Regions from separate parts of the Mus musculus genome. Here region 2 is linked to region 1. The links are chromatin contacts, called in public Hi-C maps. All regions are on one chromosome and are shown on one strand. Each heading gives the region's core, a stretch centred on a gene start, on an enhancer-like site or on the middle of the called end of the contact. The rest is flanking DNA. Distances are from core to core; before and after follow the strand shown. Region 1 overlaps Sorl1 (sortilin-related receptor, LDLR class A repeats-containing). Region 2 overlaps 4930546K05Rik (RIKEN cDNA 4930546K05 gene).

Region 1 (6,601 bases), core at 957-3,456:
ATGCTTTCTCCCAGTGCATGCCTGGGGCTACTGACCAAAATAGGAAGGTAACTGAGCGTGCTAAATGGGGAAGGTATGAGGTGTGGACACAGCCATACCTGTTTCTTAGAGTTTCTTTTCTGTATCTATATAAGTTTCCAAGGAGGGAAAAGAAAAAACACAAACACACAGAGAGAGAGAGAGAGAGAGAGAGAGAGAGAGAGAGACAGACACATGTTGATAAAGCCAACAAAAGAAACAGTTCAGCATCCACTCTTGGAGGCCCCATATTCGCCCTGTGTACCTAGGAAACGCTCCAGCCACCAGTGAGTCAGGCAATTTATTGGTTGGCAGACTTTCTGTGGTTGAACCTGCCCTTGTTTGTCCAGAAATCCTGCCTGACCAAGTACTCACTCGGATTATGCAAAGATCCACCTTGAGAAATGTATTCTGTCACCAACTCCCAAGAGCAGACTGAAAACCAGTAGCTGGTGACCCATCTGTGCTGCAAAGACAGTAAAGGGCTCCGTGGCCCAGTCCCCTTCAGTGCAGCCATCTTCCCAGAATGCACAGCTCCGAAAACAGAGCCTCCTTACCCTCTTGTTGTCAGCAGGGCTGTGGTAGAACTGGGAGATCACAGCTTCGCTGTTGTTGCCCACGCCAAAGTTCAGCTTCTCTGAAATCTTACTGAATGATTTTCCATAGTCGTAAGACACATACACCTGGAACACACCGAAGGAGAGAAAAAACACGAGTCAGAGAAGTGCTAAACAGAGCAGCCTCTAACTGATGTCCACATGCTTGCTCACTTCTACTCCTGATCCTGAAAGAGCATGGTCCCCTGGGGAGGCCCTGATATCACGAACTTCTGATGAGCATCACATGACCTACAAAGGAGAAGCATGTGACTTCTGTAACTGTCCTCAAAGATAGGATGGGCCGGGCAATAGAAAGCATGAGAACACTACAGCCACGCCTGCTCCTGGACCACGCAGTTCTCTCACTACAGAGGTCCCAGGATCAGTTGGCAAACACTGTCAATAGGACATCCTCCTCCTGCCAGGTGACGTGTTCCAGTCCAGATGTAGACAGAATGCACTCTGTCTCAGAAATTTGCTTTTGCATCTGTTGACATGTCCCCAACAGGTAATCAGGACAATTGAATTCTTCCTCCTTCAGCCAGGAAGTTGGCATTCCTGAAGACAGAAACCCATCAACGGCCTCCATGAGTGGAGAGGGAGGAGGTGCTGAGTGATAAAACATGCACAGAGGTTACAATGCCAGCGGGCTGGAGGGGGAGGCACAGAGATACAGCGTTGTCTAGAATGCATACCCCCTAGCACAAGCGTATACACATATGCACCATCCGTATCAGCACCCATCAGTGTTTTGTAACTTTGTAGCATGGGAGACCATAGCAGCAGAAGCAGCAAGATCCTGGACACTGCCAATGACTTGCTTTTCCACTGCCTCCTGGCTTCTAATAATACAGTAACCACAGAGACACAGCATCAGAACAACTGTCATTTACACACTGTGCACAGAGACAATGCTGATCCCATCACAGGGATGAGCTTGGGTCAGCGGCACAGCAACCCTACCTGGAGAGCGCAATTGCAAAGTCATGGCCCAGAGAACACCATAAGGTTTGTGAGATCGGGGACTTGCCCAGGTAACAGCAGAGGAAGTCAACAGGGCGGGGGCTGAAGAGATGGCACAGTGGCCAAGAGCACTTGCTGCTCTTCCAAAGGAATGGCGTTCCGTTCCCAGCACCCACATCAGAAAGCTCACAACCAAGCACTTGCAACTCTGACTCCAGGGATCTAACGTCCTCTTCTGGCCTCCTCTAGTACCTGCACGTACATAGGCATATACATAAATAAATAATAAAAATAAATCTAAAAGAAAAACATAAAAAAAGAACCAGGAGAGAGAGAGCCTCACCCAGGCTGCTGTGGGGTATCTGTAACCTAGACTTTACTGTCTGTGAGCTATGAAATACTAATATAATCAAGGGATGAAAAACAAACCTGACAGATGAATATCACAGTGTTATTTTTTTTTTCAATTACTTATGGGAAAGGTAATTGAGGGAGGCATGAAAGGAAAACAGCAGGCAATTTCCAAGGAGAGACTGGCTGGACTCAAGCCAGAAACTATAGTGTCATCCCCACCCATTTGATTCAACTACAAATGAGCCTTGAGAGTTTAACAGGAGCCAAGTCCAGTGCTGGGTGCCAGACACAGGGAGACACAAAAGACAGGGTCATCAGACAAGGATGGGCCTGTAAACACGTGAATGCTTGCTTGTTAATGAAGCCATGAACATATATTTAAGGACCCGAGGCTGGACGCAGGAAACAAGGGGTCATTACCGTTTAATAAATACGTGGCAAGGTGAAAGGAGGCAGGGTGTCTCTGCCTCTACGTGGGTGTTCGCAGGACGGTGCTGGCACAGGGCCAGCTAGCAGGTAGATGATAGTTCACAGATAACCTGAGTTATCATCAAGAGACCAGGTGGGACCTTCTTGCATTCTGCTTGCCAAAAATGAGCATGAAAGGTTGGGAAGCTATACCACGCAAACTTATGGCTTCTTAAATAGGAAACTGAGCAAGACCCCTTCAGACTCCAATATCCTGTGAGGTGATAATTCACTGTGAGAGGCGCAAATGGGGTCCTGTGTTTACATCAAAGCAGGGGTTTTTTTCAGTGTGTAATATTCCCTCCCACACATTTGGCCTCTGCCTCCGTGTAGCTTCGGGGTAGCTGGTGTACACAGCTTAGTCAACAAAGACTTAGGTAATGAACAAATATGCCTATAAACCAAAGAATGAGTAAATGAATGTGCAGAATCAATGAACAAGGAGAGTGAACCGGATTAATTGGTGAGTCATGGAGAAGATGGCTCTCGGTATCTGCCGTGGATTGGTTCCAGAGTCCCCATGGATACTAAAATCTGGTGACACACAAGTCTCTGACACAAAATAGCATAGAACCTACGCAGATTCTCCCACATACTTGAAACCATCGCTAAACAGCTTACCATAATTCAGATAATATATATCTTATAATACATGAATGGATACTTATTGTTTGTACTGCATTGTTTTAACAGTGACAAGGGAGGGGGAGGACTCTCTCTGTATTCAGAACGGATATAACCTTCTGCCCTCACATTTTTCTGCTCACAAGTGGCAGAATCACGGAGGTAGAGCTCACAGACACACAGACGATTCACGGACACACAGACGATCTGCTGTTACTGTTTCATTTTGAGATAATAAAATCTAAGCACCACAGCTGCAAAGGACTAGCCCAGGGTCACGCTGGCAGTAACTGGCATGGCTTTGCCAGTCTCTAGAGGTTCCGAGCCTGCTTGCTAGTCTTTTCTCTCTGCAAGTTACCCTCATGGTGATGGTCCCCTTCTCCATACTAATGTCAGGAAGTCTAGCTAGAAGGGAGAAGAGACCTAGGCAGGCAGAACACATAGACTTCCTGAGATTATCAACAACGGGGCTGCCATGGGGCATATGGAGGAAAAACATCTGCCTCAAGACACCTGCAAACAAACTGGACTGTCTCCAGAGTCTTACACTTAATAGAGGTTAAGAGGAAGTTGACAAGAACCAACCCTAGCCCTGAAGCCAATCCCGGGCCACTCATCAACCTGCCTTGCCTTGTCCGGGTGGAACAATTCAAACAAGCTATTTTTAGCCTATCCTTGTAACTTCTTACCTTCTCTTGGGCAGACACAGAGCCTTCTCAGGGCTCTTCTTAGGGAAAAATGGGCCTGGTTGACCTAGAGGTTACAGCTCACCGTCCGGACAAGCCAAAGCGGGAATTCAAAGCAAGAACCTGGAGGCAGGAGCTGACGCAGAGGCCATGGAGGATGCTGCTTCCTAGCTTGCTCCCCGTGGCTCCCTCAGCATGCCTTTCATACAATCCAGATTCCCTAGCCCAGGGTGGCTCTACTCACAGTGTTCTGGGCTCTTCCACATCAATTATTCAACAAGAAAATGCCCCACAGAGGAACCTACAGGCCGATCCAATGGTATTTTCTTCTCAATTGAGGTTCCCTCTTGCCAAATGACTCTAGCTTGTGTCAAGTTTAGGAAAAAAAAAAAAAAAAAAAAAAGCTAACCAGCAAGGGCACCAACCCTTGGGAGTAGGGGAGCTGTTTGTTTTTGCAGTACTGAAAAGCAACCCCACAACCTTGGACACCCCAAGCAATTGTTTTACGTACACTGAGCTGTAGCACTAGGCTGTACACACAGAGAACTGAATACAGTGGGATCAACGATCATGAACTAGAACCCCTAAAGCTGTCAGTCAAAATAAACTTTTCTCCTTATAAACAGATTGTCTCAAGTATTTTGTCATAGTAACAACAACAAAAACTGTAAGACGAGGATAATGTAAATTGCTTGGCTCAAAGTCAGATCATAAATGGCAGAGCCAGGACTCCAGCCCAAGCATTCTGATTTCAGATGCTCTATGTTCCATTAGCAAGGATGGGAGTTCTGCCACCCAGTTGGTCCAGGAAGAAACCAATCATCATATCACACTGGTCCACGGACAAGAAGAATGAGTCTGACTATTCATAGCATCTTGGTTGATTCTGACCCTCTGGTGGATAGTGTCCCTAGGTAGCATTTTGATCAATGACATTGCACCTGAGTACTCCCTTATGCCTGCTGGTAGTTGGTTGATTGTTTGTTATTGGGAATGGGAGGTACTGTATTTGTTTTTTGAATAGGAACTCATTCTGTAGCCCAGGTTAGGCTTGAACTCACAATCCCCCTGTCGCAGCCCCTTGAGTGCTAGTATCATTACCTTGTGTACAGCAGTACACAAGTACTTTCTGAAACACATCACCAGAAAGCAAAAGTAAAGAACTGGGCAGAGGCCGGCTGAAGCGCATCCTATGTTGTAGTTCTTCTGCTCATTGCAGGAACAGATCACCTTTGCAGGAGACCACCCTCAGCTAATGATTACTGATGACAGGTGGTTTGGTTTGGTTTGGTTTGGCTTTTGCTTATAAGTAAGCCATCTGGGATCCCAGTGTCCAGGCCCAGCCTTGTTTACATACAGAGTACTCCTGACCTCAGCCATTCTCGGCCCTTCAGGCAGGCCTTACCTGCACACAAGCTCTATCCCCTCAGATGGGGCCTTTCTGACCCATGCTTCCAGTCCTCTTTAAGGAACATTTGGATGCTCCCTTGCCAGTGCCACCGACTCGGCCTCTGAGTCACCGTTTATTTTTGCACTAACTTTTCACATCCGAACATTTCGGCTTTGGCAGCCAACTCTTTAATGCAGTTTGTACACGGACAGAAGAACATTCTGCCATCTCTACTTATTAACTCTGGACATTAAGTTTCCTTTCCATTTAATCTTCTCTCATATGTCACTGTAGAATAATGACAATAAGTTCTTCAAAACACATAAACATTTCCACAAAATAAGAGCTGAGTTGGACAGACTAGTGATATGTGGGTGGTCAAACACTCCCGGTTCACTCAAGACTGAGAGGGTCTAAGATGTGACCTTTCAGTGCTTGGCACACACACACACACACACACACACAAAAAAATGGGTCTTTCTGGTGATTCTAAGACCACGGTAGGACCTCCATTTTCATGATGTTCCACCCCACTCCCCCAATGACATGTTGAATGACCCGTTGTGAATTCATTTGTGCCCTAAATCCCTTTGCATGTCCAACAAAAATATTAAAAAATGCTTAAATATGTTCAGCTAAAATAGGTAAACAAAGACAAATAGTTTATAGGAAAGAGATTATTTTTCATGCATAAAACACCCTGAAGGTTTCTCAACATAGAATAGCATAGAGCTGGCTTTGGTGCCTAGAAGAGGCTCCTATTAAGAGGTACTAGACTAAATGTATACACAGGTAACTACAGAGCATCCCCAGCCAGCAGGCATTCATACACAGCCACCCACGTGTGACCACAGCTACTGCTTGCAAACCTTGAACATATTTATTTATAAATTGGTCTAAGTTGTTGCCCGAAACAAGCCCAGCCTTGTCAAGAGCAAAACACCCAGACTAGCCATTATCTGCATTATCTCACACTCCATGGCTCAGAATGCTCTCTAGGCAGCCTGCAGCTGATAGGCAGCCCTTCTGTAAGCATCCCTGACTGTGGCCACCCTAATCAACTTCTCTAGAAAACATCCTGAGACTAACTCTGAATACACCCAACCCAGACAGCAGGTACACAGACAGGGAGCTCTCAGACCCCAAACGCACACCCACGAATCACAAAAGCACCTTTAAAGCAAGAGTATAGAAAGCTCTGGCCAGAATGCATACAATGGAAGGTCTACAGCATGTTCTATGTACAAGGTCACCCTTGTGAAGAAGGTAGACAGCCACCCAAAAGCAGAGCAATTGCTTTGCCCACAAGGAGAAGCCTGGACCGTAGACTTGGGAGACAAAGACCAGCTCTGACCCTACGTTTTTACTTGGCCTAGGTAATATACTTTATCTGCCTACTGGTAAGACTTAGCAGTTTTTCACAAAAAAAAAAAAAAAAAAAAAAAAAAAAAGACTTCTGGACTGGGGTTGAAAGCTCAGTGGCAGAGAGGTTGCCTAGC
Region 2 (6,196 bases), core at 179-2,678, 87 kb after region 1:
ATTCTCAGGAGGTGCCTGGGCTGCAAAGTGTGACCACTCCTCATTCTTGGCTCACCAGCCACCTCAGGCAGATGTCTCCCCAGACAGGCTTCCCAGCTGTTTGCTCCAGCTGTGCAACTGATGTGTGTCCTTGCAATTCAGACCATACCTAAAAATAGGGTGAGTGAGTTATGACCAGAGAGAGAAATCTGTTAATAAAAGATAACTAAACGAATAAAAAATAAGTTTGAGTTTAGCTTTGTTCAGACTACCAAGTTTTCCCTCAGTCTGTCTAAACCCTTGAGTTGTTCATGAATGTAATATTTTCTTTTTGTCTTCCTTCTTTTAACTTTTATTTTCTGAAATAGGGCCTTGTGCAGCCCAAGGTAATAACTCCTGCTCCCCCAGTCTATCACAGATGTGAGCCACTGCCCCCAGTTTGTATTTTCCATCTAATGGTTTGAATAGGTTATTCATTAAATTCAGCTTAAAAGACTATCTGTAAATCTTTCCTCTTCCCCAGTGAGTTAGTCCATCTCAGAGGCAAATGTTATTTTAAATCAGTCTTCCAAAAATGAAGAGAAGATTTGATATAAACAAATACATATGCTTTGTCATTGACAGTATATTTTGATTTTACTTTTTCAATTACCATTATTTCAATAAAACATTTTCCAAACTAAAGCATAAAAACTGTTCTCATTCTAGTTTAGGGCATCATGATTTTCCATTGTGTGAGTGCATGAAAGTGCCTGTGGTCACTCCCTGCTGGCAGCCATGGAGTGTATGTCCCTTCTCTTGGTGATATATATATATATATATATATATATATAAAATTAGATCCAACGAGATCTGCAGGAAGACACTTTCAGAATCCAAGTTTGGAATTGATGAATGGTTTGATGGCAGTGACTGCTCTATTTGTCTTCTGATTGGAGTCTTTGTCTTAGTTGTACTTGTGAAGCACACACACACACACACACACACACACACACACAAAAGATAGCCAATAAGACAGCTCAGAAAATAAAGGGACTTGCATCCAAGAATGATAGTCCTAGTTAAATTCCCAGGTCCCATGTGGTGGAAGAAGAGAATGGGCTCTGGAGTTTTGTTCTCAGACTTCTACAAGAGCACTGTGGTATGAATGCACACATACACAAACACACACACACAAAGTAAAAATGCAATTAAAAAAGAGAGAGAGAGAGAGAGACACCACAGAAAATTTCATGAGATACTTGGCATGTGCCTGGTATTTGGGAACTATATGTTTTAACCTGTAGAGGAAGCCATATGAGAGAGCAGGGTCCTGGGAGGAAACAGATGGCCAAGATTCAAAATAGAAGCCAGTCTGGGAATGCAGCCCAGGGCTGGAGTGTGTGTTTAGCATGCACAAGGCCTTCTCCACAAACCCCCAGCACCCACCCTGAGTTTACAAGGCTGGTGAGCACCATTTGGGCAAGCCAGCTCATTGTAGCGTCTCCTCATGCATGGCTGCGGTTCCACACTAGGTGCCTCTGCTCTGCTCTCTGCACTCTTCAGATCCAGAGGCTGAATTCAAGGCGCACAGAACTAGTCACTTGGAAAAATAGTGTCTTGGCCATGATCATTGGATTCATATGGATCTCAGGCCAACTCAGACAAGCCAAAATGACAGTCACCACTGAGAATTCAGGGAGGATGTTAACTTATCCACAGTCACATTGTACACTGATTGTTTCTGAATGGTAGCATATGTACCTGCTGCCTCAGAATTACTAAGAAACAGGTTAGGCCTCGCATATCAGACCCACAGAGCCAGTTTGTCTGGAGTCTATAATAAGCTCCCTTCAGGCCCCGTCATGTCTGGGAACTCTACCAAGACAACAGCATAAGTAAACATGACTGCGTTCAGAAACTAGGAAGCTCAGCCCTTCCAGAGTTTATATAAGGGACACACCAAATGTTCTGTGCTCTGGTGGCCTGATGCTAAGTCATGGGAGGACTGAGCTTTCTCTCTGACTTGAAAGGGCTCAGCTGCTGACAGGGGTCCCTGCATGGATGGGACTCTGAAGTGGTAATAATACAGAGAAGCATGTAGTAGGGCAATACTAGTCAGGAGACTGATCTACATCTCCTTCTGCCTACTCCACAAGTCCTTCCGGGTGTGCAGTAAATGATGCAGGTGGAATGTTTGGTTATGACATTGGGATAGGTTGAAGTGACAAGGAAGTTAGTCTGGGGGATGAGGGGCAGGGGGACTAGATCCCAGTGGGCACAGATGACTCCTAGGAGGTGCCTCTACAGTAGCACCAGCTGCTTTCTCTGGAAGGTGGATGGGTTTAGACTAGTGGATAAGCAGTAAGGAGCTGGGGGGAATATTGTTTAGATTTAAAGTCTAGAGTCAATGTGGAGAGCTCTGATTTCTCATTGGGGAACAAGGTATTCTCATTCAAGGTCCTGGTGATTGAGCTAGACCTGGGTTCTAACTGTAAAGGATCTGTTGGCCCTGGAGTTGGGTCATCAAGGACTGCCACTCTTAGGCTTAATCCAACCTTTGACAGTTTTCATATCCTCTGTAATTGCACTGCAGATTCAAGCTCTGAACTCCAACCAGGATTCCAGAGCTGTGGGCTATGACATTTTGCCATTCCAGGGTGTAGCTCAGCAAATCCACCCTTTTTTAGATACCATAGGCAGCTTCTCAAGGCCTTAACCACATCCTGCACAGAGTTGGCGTTCAATGAACGCCAATGTGTGGTGAGCCCAAGGCAGTAAGGCAGCGATTATCCTGAAAGGAAGTAGTGCCTAGAGATAGATGGCCTCTCCTACTGCATAGCGACGGTGATGGTCTTGTGTTTTCCAGAACTTGTACTGGTGCTCTGAGTCTGCTCTAGGGTGTCTATACTGAGTGGCATACAGTAACCCTCTGTGATCTAAAAGTATGCCATTCTCATGAATGACATCAATCAATCAATCACAGGTAGAGGTAGAAGGTGGAGTATCTTTCCTCCTTGTCATCAGGGTCATAATTGACACTCCAATAACCAAAGATGCATTAACGAGAAAGTGTAAGATGTTGACTAATGTTTTATGTGACATGGGAGATTTCAAAAGTGAAGATTCCGACTGGGGATGGAGCTCAGTGGATAGAGTACTTGCCTAGTATTTTAGCTTACTTAGACTTCCGACTTCACAGCTACAGTCATCTGAGAGAGAAACTGCCTACATGAGACTAACCTGTGGGCATGTCTACGGAGGAGTATCTTGGCTGTTCACGGTTGTAAGAGGGCCCTGCTGTGGGTAGAACTAGTTCCTGGTTAATTGGTCCTGAGCTGTATAAGACCGCTAGCTAGCACAGGTTTTTAAGTTAGCCAGCAAGCAGTATTTGCTCATGGTTCATGCTCTGCTTCCTCATCGGCGAATGAGCTCCAGAGGCAAGGCTCTGTGGGATAGCAAGCTTGCCTTGAATTCCTGCTTTCTTTCTTTCTTTTTTTCTTTCTTTTTTTTTTTTTCACTCAGTGATGGACTCTGAACTACAAGCTAAAATAAACTCTTTCCTCCCTGAAGTTGCTTTTGGTCAAGTTATTTGTCACAGCAACAAAATGAAACTAGAACACTTAGCAGGCAAAAGACCCTGGATTTGATCGCCAAAACTACATAATCAGGTGTGGTGGTGCAGATCTGAAATCCCAACACTAGGAAGAGAAGCAGGAGAAGCAGATGTTCAAGGTCATTTACAGCTCCTTAGCAAGTCTGAAGCTTATCTGGGAGGTGTGAGACTCAAAACAAGTAAAGACCCAGAGAAATGCCAACTTCATATATATTTACATACATATATACTTTAAAAAATTTTTTTGAGAACCTCATACATGCACACATGCTCTTTAATTCCTCCAAGATCTACCCCTCACCTCCACATTCTTCCAACTTTCTCTTTCTCTCTCTCTCTCTCTCTTTTTCTCTCCCTCTCTCTCTTTCTCTCTCTCCCCAATAATTAATTAATTCCAATTTGTGCTGCCCACGTAGTCATGTGCGTGTGGTCATCCATTAGAGTATAGTCTACCTACTAGGGTATATACATTACAATAAATGAAAACAATCCTCAATTTTTATGCTTAGGTTTGATAAAGAATAAGCAGTCATGTCAAAATGCCATTGTGTGGAAAAGGTATGGATTATGCTACAGTTCCTAGACTGTAGGAAGGGGAGCCCAGCAGGGCATGCCTGTCCAGTTCTTTCTGTTTCCTTTGCAGCATTCTCAAAAGCTCTGGCTAAGAAAGGACTCTTTCTAAAATCAAGGTTTCATAGTCTATAAGAAAGGTAAAACCACTTCTTTATGATCATCTCTTGCCCAGAAGGTGAAGGGAAGATTAGAATTATATTTCTAGGTTTGGGGCTTTGGGAAAGAGTGTGTGTGGGGGGGTCCAGTTTCTACAGTCTTGTTGTGGATAGCCTGAGGCTAATTATATCTGATGTTAATTCCGTTCTCCTGTGAGTGGCTGTGAACAAGTAATGAGTCAGTACTCAGGTGATTTCCTGTAAAACTGCTCCCCACCTTAATCTGTAAAATAGAGGAGAGCTGATGATTGGGCATATAAAAGAGAAGGTGGAGTGGAAGGTGAGGAGAGAGAAGAAGGAGAAAATGGAAGAGGGAGAGGACACAGAGGAGGAGGAAGAAGAAAAGAGGAGCAGAAGCACATGGCCTGGAAAAACTGCAAGTTCTAAGGGGTCTCATAGATGAAGTAGATGGTAGTGTAGCGGCAGATCTCCCCAATCTAGGCACACAGCATGTATTCATATTAATTGAGTTGTGTTTTCATTGCTGGGACATATTTGGGTTGGAGATTTACTGCAACACAGTCTCTGTGGCCTACTGGAAGGAAGAGGTGTTCTAGAGAGGATGGTTGCCTTGTGGAGGAAAAGGGAGCAGGAGGAAGATCAGAAAGAAGCTGATTTGAGGCCTTTCTTACACCTGCAGTTCAAAGCATTCAGCATGACAAAGGACTGTCCTTTAGGGAGCCACATTTCTCTGAGCTACAGAACCGTGTCCTCATAAAGTAATGACTTTTAGATGATTGCTTGAGTGAGATTTCCTCTCACACGAATCCTCTTGAAGTATCCACCCATGGTGACCCCAAGCTCCAAAGCCCAGCTCCATCCTAGGGCTTCTTTAGTTTGCATTGAGGAGGAAGTGAGGTGCCCAAGCAGGGTCTGGAAGGCCAGGGACAAGCTGTTGCATGAGTGAGAACTTGGAATGATCAGGATATATGGAGAAGAAGGAAGGAGAGAAGATAAAGGCAGGCCAGAGGGAACTGACACCTACATATAGGGAGAGGAAAAGAGGGACACACGGTGACTGTTTCTGCCAGGGTGGAAGGAAGAGGAGAAAACGGCAGTGGTAGAGGATGGGGACAGGGAGAGGGTTAGGGAGAGAGAGAAGGAGGGAGAGAGAGAGACAGAGACACAGAGAGAGACAGAGACACAGAAAGAGTTTGGACACTGTAATTGAACGTCTTGTACTTGTGATCACCCTGCGGTCACTTCCTTAGTGCCAGGATCACCGTGCTATAAAGTAAACCAGAACTATATAAACTTAGTTCTAGGGATCAAACCCAGAGCCTCCTGTCTGCTAGGCCAGCATCCTACCAAGCAATTTACATGCTCTGCTCAAAAGGGAGATTTTTTTTTTAAGGAAGTTTTCCCTGAATTTAATAATCTTCTCTGTCTCTGTTCTAAACCATAGGACTACCCTCTACCTTCCACCATGGCTACAGGGATGGGCCTGTGCTTTCCCCATGAGAACTGGAGAATTCCTCTGACAGAAGATCTCTAGATAAACACAGGAGAAGCAAAGACCAGCCTAAGAGTATGTAAGACTTCACAAAGGACACAAAAAAGGAAAAGTTTATTTCTTACGGGAAGTCAAACATGCTTCGTTTCTTCGCTCTTAAAAGATAAATAGAGGAGTTGGCTCAGAGAATTGAGGGCTCGAATGCAAGCATGAAGACTGGAGTTTGAATACCCACAATCCATGTAAACGCTAGTTGGGTTCAGCAGCAAGCCAGCATTCGAAGGTGGAAGGACACAATAAATCCCAGGAGCGAAGGGCTAGTTAGACTAGCCAGTTCAGCAAACTCTGGGTTCTAGTGAGCCTGGATGAATATTGTGGAAGTGTAATTGGGGAAGATTCCTGATGTCAACCTTGGGGCTCCACTTTTACAGGCAAGTGAAA

Evidence for each region. Hi-C and Micro-C count contacts between places; a contact is called where the count stands out from the background.
Region 2: a Hi-C map of epidermal suprabasal cells shows a contact between it and region 1, with 2.3 times the contacts expected there. The contact joins two enhancer-like sites. A contact is called at or near these places in 1 of 39 promoter capture datasets (neutrophils), 4 of 484 Hi-C or Micro-C datasets (bone marrow-derived macrophages, embryonic stem cells and epidermal suprabasal cells) and 10 of 115 datasets of contacts at active chromatin or transcription factors (CD8 T cells, embryonic stem cells, epiblast stem cells and 3 more).

Annotation. Positions count from the first base shown.
Region 1 is chr9:42,098,570-42,105,170 of GRCm38.p6, forward strand. Sorl1 (sortilin-related receptor, LDLR class A repeats-containing) reads right to left here. Exons shown (of 48, transcript NM_011436.4): 3 at 576-701. Among named protein-coding and RNA genes, the nearest start is that of Sorl1, 22 kb to the right of the region's middle. Within about 2 kb of position 2,207, at least 36 of the 459 cell types and tissues checked have an H3K27ac peak or open chromatin away from gene starts, as enhancers often do. A contact at or near this core is called in epidermal suprabasal cells, where this site is marked.
Region 2 is chr9:42,186,188-42,192,383 of GRCm38.p6, forward strand. 4930546K05Rik (RIKEN cDNA 4930546K05 gene) reads right to left here. Exons shown (of 7, transcript NR_040754.1): 6 at 1-148. It overlaps Gm36390 (a long non-coding RNA gene), which reads left to right and starts at 5,708. Exons shown (of 3, transcript XR_870672.2): 1 at 5,708-5,830. Within about 2 kb of position 1,429, at least 75 of the 459 cell types and tissues checked have an H3K27ac peak or open chromatin away from gene starts, as enhancers often do. A contact at or near this core is called in epidermal suprabasal cells, where this site is marked.